Regions from separate parts of the Mus musculus genome. Here regions 1, 3, 4 and 5 are each linked to region 2. The links are chromatin contacts, called in public HiChIP or PLAC-seq and promoter capture Hi-C maps. All regions are on one chromosome and are shown on one strand. The core of a region is the stretch at or near the end of the contact, and the rest is flanking DNA. Distances in the headings are between cores, read along the strand shown. Region 1 has its middle 22 kb from the start of Cd83. Region 2 holds the start of Dtnbp1 (dystrobrevin binding protein 1). Region 3 holds the start of Gfod1 (glucose-fructose oxidoreductase domain containing 1). Region 4 holds the start of Ranbp9 (RAN binding protein 9). Region 5 holds the start of Nol7 (nucleolar protein 7).

Region 1 (2,700 bases), core at 67-2,566, 1.2 Mb after region 2:
AGATCTGGGAGCCGGAAGTCTGACACAAGGTGTTGCAGAGCCACACTCCCTCTGAATGCACTTGGGAAGGACCTCTAGGCGCCGTCTCTCCCTGCTTCTGCTGTTGCCAGCAAGCCTTGGCACTCACTGGCTTTGTGGATGCATCGCATCGGTGTTACCTCTGATGTCACGAGAACTTCTTTAGACTGTGTGACTATCTGTGCCTGTGTCCAAACTTCTCTCTTTTTATATATGGACATCAACCTAAGTCACAGCATCTCAGGGTAGCTACATCTTCAAAGACCTTACTTCCAGAGTAGGTTGTATGAATAGGTGCCAGAGGGTAAGACTATCCCAATAGGCCTCTTTGGAGAACATAGTTTGACGCACCAACATACAAGACGGAATACTATGTCCCACCTAGCAGTTCTGGACTCATATGCAGCAATCAAAGCCAACTCTTGTCCATCTGTTTCCACTGAATTTGAACATTCGCTTCTTGGATTTGGAGTCAAGGCAGGGCTCATGAGACTTAGGGAGCAAATTGACAAGACTCTGGAAGCTCATTAAAAAAAAAATCACAAAATTTACAAGCCCCTCCTCAAAATTATAGCATCAAGAAACAGTGGCTGGGAGAAAGGTCTAACTGCAAATAGTGAGTCGGCGCCCACAATGCAGTGGGCTTCTCTGCAATGGAGTTGCCTGGGATTCAGCCATGCTACTATCAGGAACCAAAACCATCTCATTGCATGGAAAAGCTAGACTTGTATGGGATCTCGACTTTCGTCTGTGGCGGGTGCCTGTCTAGATAACTAGTCACAGCTTCCTAGGAAATGCCACATGAGAGTCACTATTTGCCATCATGCAGAAGAGCGTTTTGTGATGACTATTACCTTGGTATGTGGTGATGAAGCCTCTTTCGGAGACCATACCACCATCCTTCGAGTCCTGGTGAAGTTGGCCCATGAACTTACACATAACCTGGCTCCTGCTGGAAGTCACCAGACCACTTCCTTATCCCTGTCAGGACTGTACACCTGACCACAGCCTTGGGCTCACAGGGAAATGTTCCCACTTCTGAGTCCACAATCCATAGGAGTGTAACATGGCCCGTTTCCAACTTCGCTCTGTGCTGACACTTCTGGTACCGCCACCCCCTGCCAACTGGAAACAGTGACACACAGCCATCTCACAGGGCTGTTGGGCAATTTAATTAATGTTTGTAAAGCACTCTGGGGTCTTGGGATAAAAACTGCTGTGTAAGTGCAAACTTATTGTTAGTTCTCAGCCTCCTCTCCCTTGACTCCTGACATGGGTCTTTGTTGTTCCTCAATGGGAGTCATTGACAGGCTGTCCAGCTGTCTTTGGGTGGGTGAGTGGAGGGACTTGGACAAATACATACACATTTACAGATTGGTTTTTTTTCCCCTTTGAGAAAAGCATTTCAACTCTGTGGGGCCTCTCAAAGCTTTTCAGTGTCTGAATTTCTCCCCACTTGCCTCTGGTAAGGACTGTAATCTGGGAGAGTAGATTGTAAACAGGCTACTTTGGCAACGAGTAAGGGGGAAAATGGTCAATTGGAAGAACTAGAGCCTCTTATAACGAAGCAAAAACAATATCCCTTACGCATGCAGAATCTAAATGAACAGCTAAGCGGGGTCCAGTTCCTCTGCCCAGAGGGGAATACTGTACGTGTATTTATGCATTGAAAAGAAAAGAGAATAGAAGACTTGCGTTCGTACCCAAATTCCAACTTCCTTCCCCCACCCTAACCTCTCAGGAACCATGGAAACAGTTACACCCAGCTGAGATGATGTTTTTCTGACAGTCCTTTGTGACCTAACTGTGTGCTGCCTGCAATCCCGTGGGGAGAGTTAAACAAAAGAGTGGAAAGGAGAAGAGAAACATTCAAGTGCAATGCCTTGGCTCTGAAGGACAGAGGGCTGTGTGGGACGTGTGAAGGTCTGTACCGATGAGCAATGCTCTGCAGCTCCGTTCTCCTTTCTCCATTGCACATTTATACTCACCCCCTAGCACAACTCATCACACAGCCCAGAGGGTGTCTCTTGGTTGATCATCATGCTGTGCTGGTGTGTTTATTTAGACTTAGCTGCTTTTAAAAACTAAGGAGTAATTGCATAACACAAAACCAGTGGGGCAGAGAACCAAGGAAAGACTCTGGTGTCTGTTACAGAGTTGAAAACACACAAAAGTGAGCCGATGATAGAGGACTCAGGTGGAACATGCTGTGTTCTGGAAGGCAGCCGGTCAAGAAATAATAAATACCACGAGGAGAGCAGATACCAGAGATATCCTTCTAGGTCAGGAAAATGGGTGTAAAGGGGAGTAAAGCAAGCCTGAAGCATGCCATCGATGGCAGGCTTGTTAGCCCCAAGAGCAGCTGGGAAACATGAAGATGTCTTCTGTCCCCTTAGATGGATAAGCTCTGCTTGCTCTGTGGGAATAAGATGGAAGGGATTGACTACTTTCAAAGGCTGATATGTTTTAAAAGGGAAAGGAGTCTTTAGCTTAAAGACACAGAGACAGACAGACAGACAGACAGACAGACAGACAATACACACAAACACAACACTTAGATATCAGACTGACACTCAAAACCTAGGCCAGCGAGATGCCTCAGTGGATAAAGGCTCTCACCACCAAGACTTACAGCATAAGTTCAATTCCCAGGAGCCACGTGGCGGAGGAGAAAATGAACTC
Region 2 (2,700 bases), core at 14-2,513:
TGTTCTCGATGCTCAGCGGGCCTGCCATTCTGGGCTGGTGCCTGGCTTTGCCAAGTGGCAAAAATGAATTGCCACACTTACACTACTCCAAGTCTACGGGGCTCTTATTATGAAGTGAGGGTCCATATTTCTCACACAAGAGAGTTCAAGCATATAAATCTGTAGAAACAATTTACGTGCAAACCCTAGCAGGAAGCTAACTCCTCGATTCTATTTTGATACAGCTAATGAAACACATGACTAATATTGATAGAGAAGCTGAGCTCCTGATACTGAACCTCTTATAACCTTGACCATCTTGTCATTTAAAAAAGAGGGTGTCACCCTGGTAGCCAGTCTTAAAGCAAAATGAATCCTCATTTTGGAAGTCTGCACTCAAGGAAAAAAAAAAGCATGACTAAATATCCAACTTCCTAGCTCAGTAGTCGTCTTTCCTGAGTAGAAAAGGCTCGGAGTGTTTTAATCCCCTTTTCCACGTGGAAGGGCTGGGGATGTCACCCACTGCCAGAGTGCTTGTCTAGTATGCCACAAAGGATGCTTGAGATGTCCCGGGGACAACGCGGTGAAACAACTGAGAGGAAAGGAAGGGGGCAAGCAAAAACAGAGGAGTACCCTACAATAGATGACGGCTAGACTAGCCCAGGGAAAGTGCATAGAGAGGAGGAGGAGTCTGTGCACGTAGTTTTGGGACAGAAGGGATGAAAGGAAGAAAAAAGGTGAGCAACTGCTCTGAGGATAACTGAAAGGTTGAGAAAAGATTGACGCACAGAATAAAGAGGGTTGGCTCAGTGGGAGAGCCTTGGTATGCAAGAAACCGAGTTCCACCCCCACAAGGGGGCAGAGGAGGGGAAACATGGCTTTGGCAACATGGAGAGATGAAGGGCACAGAAATTTGACGGGGTCAGTCAAAGATCTAGAGTGGGCAAAGTAAGGGTTTGGAGACAGGTGATCATCACCGACAAACCCCAATACGGAGTACCAAAGCAGTGTTGTTATAGGGAGGCGCAGCCACCCAGGAGATTCCCGCAGCGCTCTTCCGACCTTCGAAAGCCAACCAACCCTTCAACTAAAGGATGCAGGGGCCTGAAATCATCCTTCCAAGAAGCAGTCATAACCTTGGAGAAGGCCGGCTTCCCGCCCTGTCTGCAGAGCGGGCGAGCGCGCTCGCGAAGGCCCCGCCCCTCGGCGCCGCGCGAGCCTCCCCTGAGCGCCGCACTGCGGCTGCGCCGGCCGGGCGCGCGGAGGGGGGCGGGGACGCGGAAGGCGCGGCGGCCGGGGAGGCTGCGGCGGCGGCGGCGCGGTGAAGCGAGAGCCGACGCGCGGGGCGAGGGGACGCCCGACGGCGTCCGAGGGCGCGGTGGCGCGAGGCCTGAGGGAGGGGACGCGATGCTGGAGACCCTGCGCGAGCGGCTGCTGAGCGTACAGCAGGATTTCACCTCCGGGTGAGTACGCGGTGGGCGGCCGAAAGGGCTCCCCCACGCGCGTGGGCGCGGGGCTGCCGTCCGGTCGGCGCGCGGAGACAACGAACTTCCCGGTGTCCCGGCGGCGGCACCGAGTCACTTTGGTCGCAGCGGGAGGGATGCCCTCCTGCCCTGTCGCGGGGCAGCTCTGCTTGACGGGGCAGGATGGTCACGTGAGAGGCTGTGTCCTCTGCTCTGGAAGCCCGCCGGCCTACCCCGGGGCAGGACTCACGGGCCCCCGCCTTCCCCTCCTCTTTCAGCGGGGACACCGGGCCATTCGGCCCGATCCTTGACCACCCCTTCTCCGGCCTTCTCTGCCTTTACCCTGGTTTAACACCGTGACGGAGGAGCTGGGCCCAGAGGGACAGAACTGGAGCGGAGCTGTTCACACCCGGAGTTGCCTAAACTTTGGACGCCCCCGGGAACCTTTCGCAATCTCCTGGCTCTCGCCCTCTCTGAGCTTGGGTTAAGCTGGAATGTCACGGGATTCCGATGTGCTACAAAGTCGGGGAACTTGAGTGGGTACCAGGCTGCCTAAAGCACTATTGTAGGATTTTACCTCTTAACCTGACTGCGAGTTACCGGGTCTCTTGTCTCTGCTTACTGTACTGTAAGATAGTGATGGTGCTTATCTCGCTCGCAGTTTAATGGGACTATTAGTGGCTGTGTTAAATAGGCAGGAAGCACTGTTTGTATGGCTTTTCGTTTATAATTCCTTTTATTGCTTTACAAAAAGTCACGTTGTAAAGAATCTGCCATCCCTCTGGTTTGTTCAGGCTTTTGTTTTGAGACAGCGCCTCACAGATACTTTACCCTAGATCAGACTTGAACTGGTGGGAATACTCCCTGATTCAGCTGCCCCAATGCAACGTGATTTCAGGCATCCACCACCATCCCCCCCTGCTGGTCTGTCATATGTTTGGCGAATGTTCCTGATGTGAGGGCACCTTTGTCATAATGCTATACTTTAATAATTAATGGGAAAAATGACAGCCGATCTCCCATCTCGTGGAACAAAAAAACTGCTTTATACCATTTGCCTGTTGAATAGTAACAAGCTGTCAGATACTTGAAGGTGTCCAATGTATATAAAGCATTATTGATGATTTTAGTTTTGTGGTCTTGTCAATATCGATTATGGGCGCCTAAGGAATTATTCAGTGATGAGGTTTTTTCATGGTTGCTTTTTTTTTTTTAAATACAGGTTTAGGAAGAGTAACTTCTGGTTTTAAGTGTAAAC
Region 3 (2,765 bases), core at 65-2,564, 1.7 Mb after region 2:
GTGTGTGTGTGTGTGTGTGTGTGTGTGTACAGCTCTCTCCAAGAGCCCCGTCTCTGTGCCAGTTGTTACAGTTGCTTTAAACACTCGGATGTATCATGTTTTCCACGCTTATGTTGAAGCAGGACACGTGTCTCTTCCTCTGAGTGCTAAAGGCCAGGGATGAACATAATAGACAGTAGTAACCTCACCTTTCCAGAAACACTGAGCTAGAAGAGCAGGTCCACTTGCCCTTTGGCATTGACTCCTCCCTCCCAGTACGAAGAGGGCACAATGTGACAGGTGGTGAATATCCATCCATTTGTGTACTTAGACAAGTGCCTACTATCTCCTTAGGCCCCGTGATAAGTGACGAGGATATCTTGAGCCATCAGACGCTCACTCAGTCACCACCGCAGTTAGGGCTTTCCACGCATCTCGGACTGATGGTCCCCAGCATTCTGACTGCAGATGTATTAAAGGCCAGGAGAAGCGCTGTGCCAGGGAACTGAAGCTGACAGAGGGCAGTGGCCAGGAGTGGCAGGCAGCCAGAAGTAAACAAGGAAGACCAGACTCTAGACACACGTGCCACAGCCACTGCGGAGTCTGGGTGAGGTCGCCCATGCCACATGGGCACAAGCATGGAGTAGGTGACCAGTGGAGCCTCCTCAGGAGTGGAGTTGGTTTGGGATTGGAGCTGGCACACTTGCGAGTCAGAACTCTAGGGGTTCAGCGCCGAGATGCTGGTGTCTGCCTTCCGATCCTGGCACTGTTGTTCATGTGTGTCACCTTGAGCAAGTCCCTTAACCTCCTCAGAGCTCACTTTCTCATCAATGAAACGAGTTTCCAATAACCTCAGGGTTAAGTGCCTGGACAGCTTCCTAGAGCAGTGGCGAGCACAGAAAAATATCCGGGAGAGGAGACTGTGAACCACGCTGCTCACACTTCGTGGGGTCCTCCGGCCTCCCCGGGGTCTTAGCATCCGCCAATCTTTTCCAAGGAACCCAGTCCTAGCCTATTAAGGGCGCGCCCTGCTTTGATAGATTTATTTGCTTGCTTGGGCGGAGCTTGGAGCACAACGAGGAGGAGGCGGCCGCGGAGGCGGAGAGCGCAGAGAAAGGGAAGCCACCCGGGGGCAGCAGGCGAGACAGGCGGGGCCGGGGAGGAGTCAAAGCGGGTTCCAGGGGCCGGGCGCTGAGCGCAACGAGTGCCTTGGGCGGCGGAGACAAGGGCGGGGGCGACGCTTGGCGGCCAATGGAGCACGGCGCTACCGCAAGGGCGGTGCAGGAACCCCGGCCGCTGACAGTCAAAGTCGCCAACTCCGCCCTCGTACCCGCGGGATCCCGGAGCCGGAGCCCGAGCCCGAGCGGGGCCGAGGCCGCCCAAGGCGCGCTGCGAGCGAGCGAATATGGCAGCAGAATGAGGAGCCTGGCGCCGGGTGGTGTCCGCCGCTGCGGTGCTGCTGCTCGGGATCGGCGCCTGGTACACTACGAGCCTCATCCTTAGTCGGCCTCCGGGTGGCCTCTGGGTTCCATTCGTTACCAAGGACTTGGGGAAAAAGAAGATCCGCAGCCCACAGAGGGTGGTGAAGCGGGAGCGCCATCCGGGAGAGAGATTCTGCCGGGATGAGCCGGCCATGGGGCGGCCTCCGCGGGGCGCACGGAGCCGGCCGGCGCTGCGGCGGGAGCGCTGCCTGAGCCCGGGCTCCACGGGGCTTCGGGGCCTCGTGCGTCCTGGCGGAGTCCCTGCCGCTGTCTCCGGGAAGGACACGAGCCCCGAGTGGCGGGCACTGCAGCAGTCACCGCGCTGAGGCTCCCGGAGCCTGCAGGGTCTGTGGTTCGGTGCGCTGTCACGCCACCGCACTCGGGCGCCTTGCCCGGGGCTCGGCGGCTAGCGCAGCGCAGCGAGGTCGGTCGAGGAGCCGGGGACTGCGGGACCGGCCGGAGAGGCGTGTGCGCCGGTGTTCGACTGGAGATCCCGGCAGCAGCAGAACCGGGCGGACCTGAGCAGCCATGCTTCCCGGGGTGGGCGTGTTCGGCACCAGCCTCACAGCCCGAGTCATCATCCCGCTGCTGAAAGATGAGGGCTTCGCGGTGAAGGCGCTGTGGGGCCGCACGCAGGAAGAAGCCGAGGAGCTGGCCAAGGAGATGAGCGTTCCTTTCTACACCAGCCGCATCGACGAGGTGCTCCTGCACCAGGATGTGGACTTGGTGTGCATCAACCTGCCGCCGCCGCTCACTAGGCAGATCGCTGTCAAAACCCTGGGTGAGCGACCCCTCCCCCAGCCCTCTCTTCTTTAGCTCGGCTCTTCGCTTCTCTCCAATTGGACATATCCCAGGAATCCCAAACCCAAGCTTGTTAGTCCCAGCTTTCCCCTTTCCAGTCGGTGGCCTCCCCCACCTCCACGCTTCGCTCCTGATACCAGCTGGAAGCGCATCCCCACGTGTGTGGTGCGGAGGCTAGAATAGGCTTGGATTCTAGGTATAGGAACCGAATGGGTCAGATACAGAAGACCGGTTGCTGTTCCAGGAGGGAAACTCGGTACCCAGCTGTATACGTTAGTTAGTGCTCTGGTGTGTGGGTGCGCGTGCGTCTGGAAAAGGAGAGCGCGTGGCCAGGAACCCTTGAATAAAGGGCCGCACACGTGGTGGCAGGGTTTTTCCTGGGTGTACCTGTTTGTGAGCAGCTGTGGCACCCAGTTTGGATCGTTTTGTTTCCCTCCACAGTAAGTGAGTTTACTGTGAGATTAGAGAACTGACAGCTGGCTGGAATTATCTCTTCTGCTCTGG
Region 4 (2,700 bases), core at 83-2,582, 1.5 Mb after region 2:
GCTAGGCGCTATGTCCATGGGAGTCTTCGATTAAGTCACCATTGACCCATTCGCTTCAAAAACAAAATAACTAGTTCTCTATTAACCAACCATTCCATGCTTATACGGTCCAATCAGAGCCAGCATATCATCTCCGGAAGCTAACACAGCATCGGAATCTGTACCATGTAGATTATGGGAGTGAAGCCTGATTTTTGCCGGGCTAAGGAAAGGGTAGGTTAAACAAAGGGAAGTGCCGAAAACAGACTAGTAATGCTATGTGGGGGTCAGAGAGCAACACTTGGCAAATTGTGCCACACGGGTTGACCAAGCACTCTACTGAGAATTGCAAAGTAGGAAGTCTCCTTTTTTAAAACTCTGCTGACCTCAGTAAATATTTCCATGTTTAAAAAAAAATGGGCATAATTCTCTGCTACCTAACAAAGAGGCCTATGATGAGAATTAATGAGCTTATAAAATGTTTTGACGTCTGTCTCCAGAAGCCCTTCCTAAACGCTCACACAGTTCGCATTCCTGCCCTTTGACGATCTGCCCGTCTTGATTGGTATTCCTAACGTGGCTGTTTCTCCCCCATTAAGTTCACTCGGACTCCTCATAAATTAATTAATTAACGAGAGGGTCACTCATGAAGCGGGAGACTTCGCCTTCAGAAATGGTTTCCAAGGGCCCTTTATTGACCCGCTAGCTAGGCGGTAAGGCGTTAGAAACCCCGGGCTCAGCTCCCGGCGGCGCAGCAGGGCTCGATTGCTCTCGCCTGGGCGCGCTGCGGCCTCCCGGCGGCTGAGGGGGACGGCCCGTCGAGACGCGACGAGGCCGCCGGTCGGCGCAGCTAGGATCCCGCAGCCACCGGAGGCCCGCGGCCGAACCCGCGCCCGCGTCCTCGCCCGCGCCGGCGAGCCCCAGGCCGCGGAGAAGGCCGTCCGCGCGCGCACCAGGCCCGCCCCTCGCGCCGCGGCCCGCCTCCTCGCCTGGCGCCGCCCGCGCGCAGCGTCTCGCGCCGCCCGCCCGCTCGCTCGCCCGCCGGGAAACAGCCGCGAGAGCAGCGGCCGCCGCGGCCGCTCGCACCTCCTCGCAGTCTCTCTTCCCCGCTTCACCGCGTCGCCCAGGGCCGCGCGCCCTTCCGCCCGCTCCCCTCGCTGTCCCACCGCATCGCTCCCGGTCGCGTGCCCGCCAGCGCCTGGCCAACGCTCCCTCGCGCCCGCCCGCGGTCGGTCTCCTCAACCGCCGCGCTCCGCCGGGCCGCGCGGCCCGCCGCCTGCTTCCGGGGCGGGCGGACTCTGGGCGCCTGGTGCCGGCGGCCGCAGCGACAGCGCCCCCGGGAAGCGCAGGAGGAAGCAGGGACGAGTGGAGGTGCCGCAGGCTGAGTCGCGGCCGGGATGTCCGGGCAGCCGCCGCCACCGCCGCCGCAACAGCAGCCGCCGCCGCCGCCGCCCGCCGCCGGGGCCCCGGGCTCCGGAGTCGCCCTGCCCGCGGCCGCGGCCGCCAGCGCCGGCTCCTCCCCGGCCGGCTCGCCCGGTGGAGGCTTGGGGGCCGCAGCGGCCGCCCTGCTGCTCCACCCGCCGCCGCCGCCGCCGCCTCCCCCGGCCACCGCCGCGCCGCCGCCCCCCGCCTCGGCGGCCGCCCCCGCCACCGCGCCGCCCGGCCTGGCGGTGGGCCCCGGCCCGGCCGCAGGCGTCCCGGTCCCGGGCCTGGCGGCGGGCAGCAGCGCCGCTGCCCCTTTCCCGCACGGCGACTCGGCCCTCAACGAGCAGGAGAAGGAGCTGCAGAGGCGGCTGAAGCGCCTCTACCCGGCTGTGGATGAGCAGGAGACGCCGCTGCCCCGGTCCTGGAGCCCGAAGGACAAGTTCAGCTACATCGGCCTCTCGCAGAACAACCTGCGGGTGCACTACAAAGGTACGGGGCGCGGGGTCCGGCGGAGAGATCGGACGGTGCGGGGCGAGGCTCTGGGCGAGGGAAGGTGAGAGTGGGGTCCCAGGTGGGAAGGAGCTGGGATCCCTAGGCCCGGAGCTGGACGCTTTGAGGGAATCCGGGATGACCAGACACATCGCACCTTCTGATTTCCTGGAGATAAATCTATGGGCCGGAGTTGGGTTACATTGTTCTCCAGGTGGAGGGTCAGGCCATCTCCTCTTACGCAGCAGGGGTGAGAGGCACGATTCCGAGGTACAGTTTCTAATTAAGGGAGAACAGAGATCCACAGGAGGGGGAGGGAGGCGTGATCAGTGGAGGATTTGTCCCAAATTAGGCCAGAGATTGTCTAGGGGGACAAAAGGACAAGGGGCCCAAGTTGGCCATCATTGCACCTTACTGAAAGCAACTGGGAGAGGAACCTCAGGATTCCCTGTTTTCTTCGGGGAGCAGACCCCCCCCCCCTCCGGATTGGAAATGCCCCGTGTTTCCGGGTTGGTGTTACATGAAGTTTTGTTGAAAACAAGGGTTTTAAAACATACCGATTAGCATTTTCAAAAACAAAAAACAAAAAAAAAAAAACCAAAACTGGCTTATATTTTGCACCTGCAGTTAACAAAGTTAACCACCTTAGGCTGCTGCTTTCTCCCATCCCCACTTTTTCCTAGGTTAAAACAAAGCTTTAAGCAAACTGGTTGTATAGAAGATTATAAATGCCAGTAAGGGGTTTTTGAAATGTAGCTCAGATTAATGGCATACGTCAAGTTTAGCTGTGTGGAAGGGGCAAAGAAA
Region 5 (2,700 bases), core at 67-2,566, 1.6 Mb after region 2:
TACTTACCATCTATCTTGCTAGACAAAGTTGAGGAACTCCAAAAGCACTGTGTAGCTTTTAAGTTTGGGGAGAATTTCTTAGGGTCTACAGACTTTATGCACGTAGAAACTGCAATACTTACTCGGCCTCTGAAGCTGTAGTTAGCTGCTCTAATACAGCATCTGGAAGCAGCTTTCTTTTCTTTGGGGATAAAGACATTTGATGACAAGTTAAAGTGAGGTACAGGTATGCCTGGAGATAACTTCTAACGTTACTCATTTCGAACAGTCCTGAATTCGGGCCAATCTGTGAATACGTCCCTGCTGCCTCTAAACCGACAACATTAAGACTGGATTTAGAAAGCCCAATACAGGCCGGACATGGTGGCGCACGCCTTTAATCCCAGCACTCAGGAGGCAGAGGCAGGCGGATTTCTGAGTTCGAGGCCAGCCTGGTCTACAAAGTGAGTTCCAGGACAGCCAGGGCTATACAGAGAAACCCTGTCTCGGAAGAAAAAAAAAAAAAAAAAAAAAAAAAAGAAAAGAAAAGAAAGCCCAATACATTCCCTGTCATTTTACCCAAAGTAGCTCAACGTTCAAGTATCCCGGCTACTAACTGAAAGGTATTTAGGTATGGCCACTCGAAATCAGATCTCTGGGGTGCGAAAAAAGAAATCATTAGCTCCAGCCTAGAATTTTAAAAACTCAAGCAAACCTCACCACCTCTGGAAGCCTGTAAGACCTACTGTCAGGGATAGATGAGTGTCAGTGCTTCCACGCCTACTTTGAATTACGGCAGACTCCAAGAAACGCCAATGGCCCTTGCACCTCTCCAGTACCCTATCCTTTAAGGAGCTTTTAGCAAGGGAACTCTAGCCCCGGCCGAGTTTACATAAGCGACAAGTCCCGCGTCCAACCTTCTGTTCGATGAACAGCTCCTCGCGCCGTTTCCTCTTCTCCTTCAACAGCGTTTTATCCCTGGAAGGAAAGGAGTCGGGTCAGCGCCGGCCGAGCCTGGGGAGTCCCGAGGCGCCAACATTCCCGGGCGCTGCACCTGCGAGCACTCGCGCGCACGCGCAGCTCCTCCTCCCGGGCTTCCGCCTGGGCGCTGGCGAAAGTCAGCTCCTCCGGGGCTTCGTCGTCCGCGTCCTCCTCCTCGTCCAGGGGCTCGGCGGCCGCGCCACTGCTAGGCTGCGCGAGCAGCAGGCCGTGCTCCGCCTCCTCCTCCTCCGAGGCCGCCTGGTCCTCGTCCACCATCGCCTCAGCCGGCGCGGGAATACGCGACAAGCGGGGCCGGAGCTGCACCATGGCAAACGGAAAGGCGGCTGTCTGACCCTTGACCCGGAAGCAGCCGTGCGCGGTGCGCGCTCTCTACGCCCTCTGCTGGTTCGGAGGCCGCGAAACGTGCTGAGGCGCGTGCGCGGGAGGGCGGGGCTTTTCATGGCTGAGACGGGGGGGGGGGGTAAGAGGGCGTGGTTTCGTGCTGCTAGGTGTCGCCGCCTTTTTTTTTTTTTTTTTTTTTTTTTCTCCCCCAGGTTGCTTAGATCTATGGAACAGAGGCAAGGGTATAATAAATAACGAAATAAATGACCATCGTTGCTTGTGAGATGCATCCCTGTATGTATTGTGTACGACCCACCCCCATCACCACCCCCACCCCCTCCAACCCTTGCAATCCTCTGCCCATATATTTTTTGGGAATACATGGCCCACGTGATGTCTTTTACCAGCTATACAGTAGGAAATGATTCTTCATTCCCTAATCTATCCGTGCACTTGGATGAGCTGTCCTCTCTGATATGTGTTCCCCTACGCAGAACGGTTGACTTTCAACGTCCCACCCAGAGACCATGGCATGTTTAGTTACACTATTCTCTAAATACTCAAGTCACCTGGCTGTTGCTTCTACCATTCTAAAGTCATTGATTTCTAATGTCACACTATATGTTCGACAAATGGTTAGTTAACATATATACTTCCTACTTCTAAACCTTATCCCCCCCCCCCTCTTGTTTAGAAGCAGTTTCCAATTTAAAAAGAACAAATAAGTGTGGATAAAAAGATCAAAACAAGGCCTGTAGGTGGTGGTGCATGCCTTTCATCCTAGTGGTGCGGGGCAGAGGCAGGAGGAACTCTTGTGAGTCTAGGCCAGCCTGGTCTATGGAGTGAGTTCCAGGAAAGCCAAGGCTACACAGAGAAACCCTGTCTCAGAAACAAAACAAAACAAGAACTGCTAGAGACATCGTAGGCAGAGAAGGATGGGGAGGGTGGCTCTGAAACGTCTGGGCTCGGTCAGATAGAAAATACAAATGAAAAACATTCTCTGAGTCCGGCAGAGTAGTGCACGCCTGAAATCCCAGCACTCGGGAAGCCGAAGCAAGAACATCTTAAAGTCTGGGCCAGCCTGAACTAAAGTGAAACCTATTGCAAGAAAACAAATGTTTGCATCAGCAGACCCCTACAGTAACTAGCATTGAGAGAGGTTAAACTGAAGCCCGGTGACAACCTACCAAAAGCATGTGATGGTCCATACGTGTAGATGCCGCATTAAAGTGTCACAGAGGGCAGGAGAGACGGCTCGGCAGTTAAGAGAACTTCAACTTACTGCTTGCTCTTCCAGAGAACCTTAGTTCAGTTTCTAGTACCTATGTCAAGCAGCACACAACCACTTTTTTTTGTTGTTTTGTTTTGTTTTGTTTTTCGAGACAGGGTTTCTCTGTG

Evidence for each region. Promoter capture Hi-C pulls out the DNA fragments that hold promoters and counts their contacts. HiChIP or PLAC-seq counts read pairs in DNA pulled down with a chosen protein or histone mark. Capture Hi-C pulls out chosen DNA fragments and counts their contacts.
Region 1: an H3K4me3 HiChIP or PLAC-seq map of stem cell-derived neural progenitor cells shows a contact between it and region 2, with 9 times the contacts expected there. The contact joins the enhancer-like site here to the promoter of Dtnbp1 in region 2. A contact is called at or near these places in 6 of 39 promoter capture datasets (embryonic stem cells, liver and pre-B cells), 1 of 15 datasets of contacts at CTCF or cohesin (pro-B cells), 2 of 484 Hi-C or Micro-C datasets (bone marrow-derived macrophages and nephron progenitors), 5 of 115 datasets of contacts at active chromatin or transcription factors (embryonic forebrain, embryonic stem cells, forebrain and 1 more) and 2 of 9 other capture datasets (embryonic stem cells and liver).
Region 3: a promoter capture Hi-C map of liver shows a contact between it and region 2, with 2.1 times the contacts expected there. The contact joins the promoter of Gfod1 here to the promoter of Dtnbp1 in region 2. A contact is called at or near these places in 2 of 39 promoter capture datasets (liver and pre-B cells) and 2 of 115 datasets of contacts at active chromatin or transcription factors (astrocytes and embryonic forebrain).
Region 4: a contact with region 2 is called in a promoter capture Hi-C map of liver, with 4 times the contacts expected there. The contact joins the promoter of Ranbp9 here to the promoter of Dtnbp1 in region 2. A contact is called at or near these places in 1 of 39 promoter capture datasets (pre-B cells), 1 of 115 datasets of contacts at active chromatin or transcription factors (embryonic stem cells) and 1 of 9 other capture datasets (liver).
Region 5: a contact with region 2 is called in a promoter capture Hi-C map of adipose tissue, with 3 times the contacts expected there. The contact joins the promoter of Nol7 here to the promoter of Dtnbp1 in region 2. A contact is called at or near these places in 1 of 39 promoter capture datasets (pre-B cells), 3 of 115 datasets of contacts at active chromatin or transcription factors (astrocytes, large pre-B cells and pro-B cells) and 2 of 9 other capture datasets (adipose tissue and liver).

Annotation. Positions count from the first base shown.
Region 1 is chr13:43,805,982-43,808,681 of GRCm38.p6, reverse strand. No RefSeq gene overlaps it. Among named protein-coding and RNA genes, the nearest start is that of Cd83, 22 kb to the right of the region's middle. Within about 2 kb of position 1,316, at least 28 of the 459 cell types and tissues checked have an H3K27ac peak or open chromatin away from gene starts, as enhancers often do. A contact at or near this core is called in stem cell-derived neural progenitor cells, where this site is marked.
Region 2 is chr13:45,000,659-45,003,358 of GRCm38.p6, reverse strand. It overlaps Dtnbp1 (dystrobrevin binding protein 1), which reads left to right and starts at 1,263. Exons shown (of 10, transcript NM_025772.4): 1 at 1,263-1,442. The coding sequence starts at 1,387.
Region 3 is chr13:43,302,721-43,305,485 of GRCm38.p6, reverse strand. Gfod1 (glucose-fructose oxidoreductase domain containing 1) reads left to right here and starts at 1,314. Exons shown (of 2, transcript NM_001033399.4): 1 at 1,314-2,241. The coding sequence starts at 1,989. It overlaps Gm52047 (a long non-coding RNA gene), which reads right to left and starts at 2. Exons shown (of 3, transcript XR_003950636.1): 1 at 1-2.
Region 4 is chr13:43,479,605-43,482,304 of GRCm38.p6, reverse strand. It overlaps Ranbp9 (RAN binding protein 9), which reads left to right and starts at 1,332. Exons shown (of 14, transcript NM_019930.2): 1 at 1,332-1,893. The coding sequence starts at 1,377.
Region 5 is chr13:43,396,992-43,399,691 of GRCm38.p6, reverse strand. Nol7 (nucleolar protein 7) reads right to left here and starts at 1,316. Exons shown (of 8, transcript NM_023554.2): 1 at 1,034-1,316; 2 at 897-957; 3 at 123-181. The coding sequence starts at 1,287.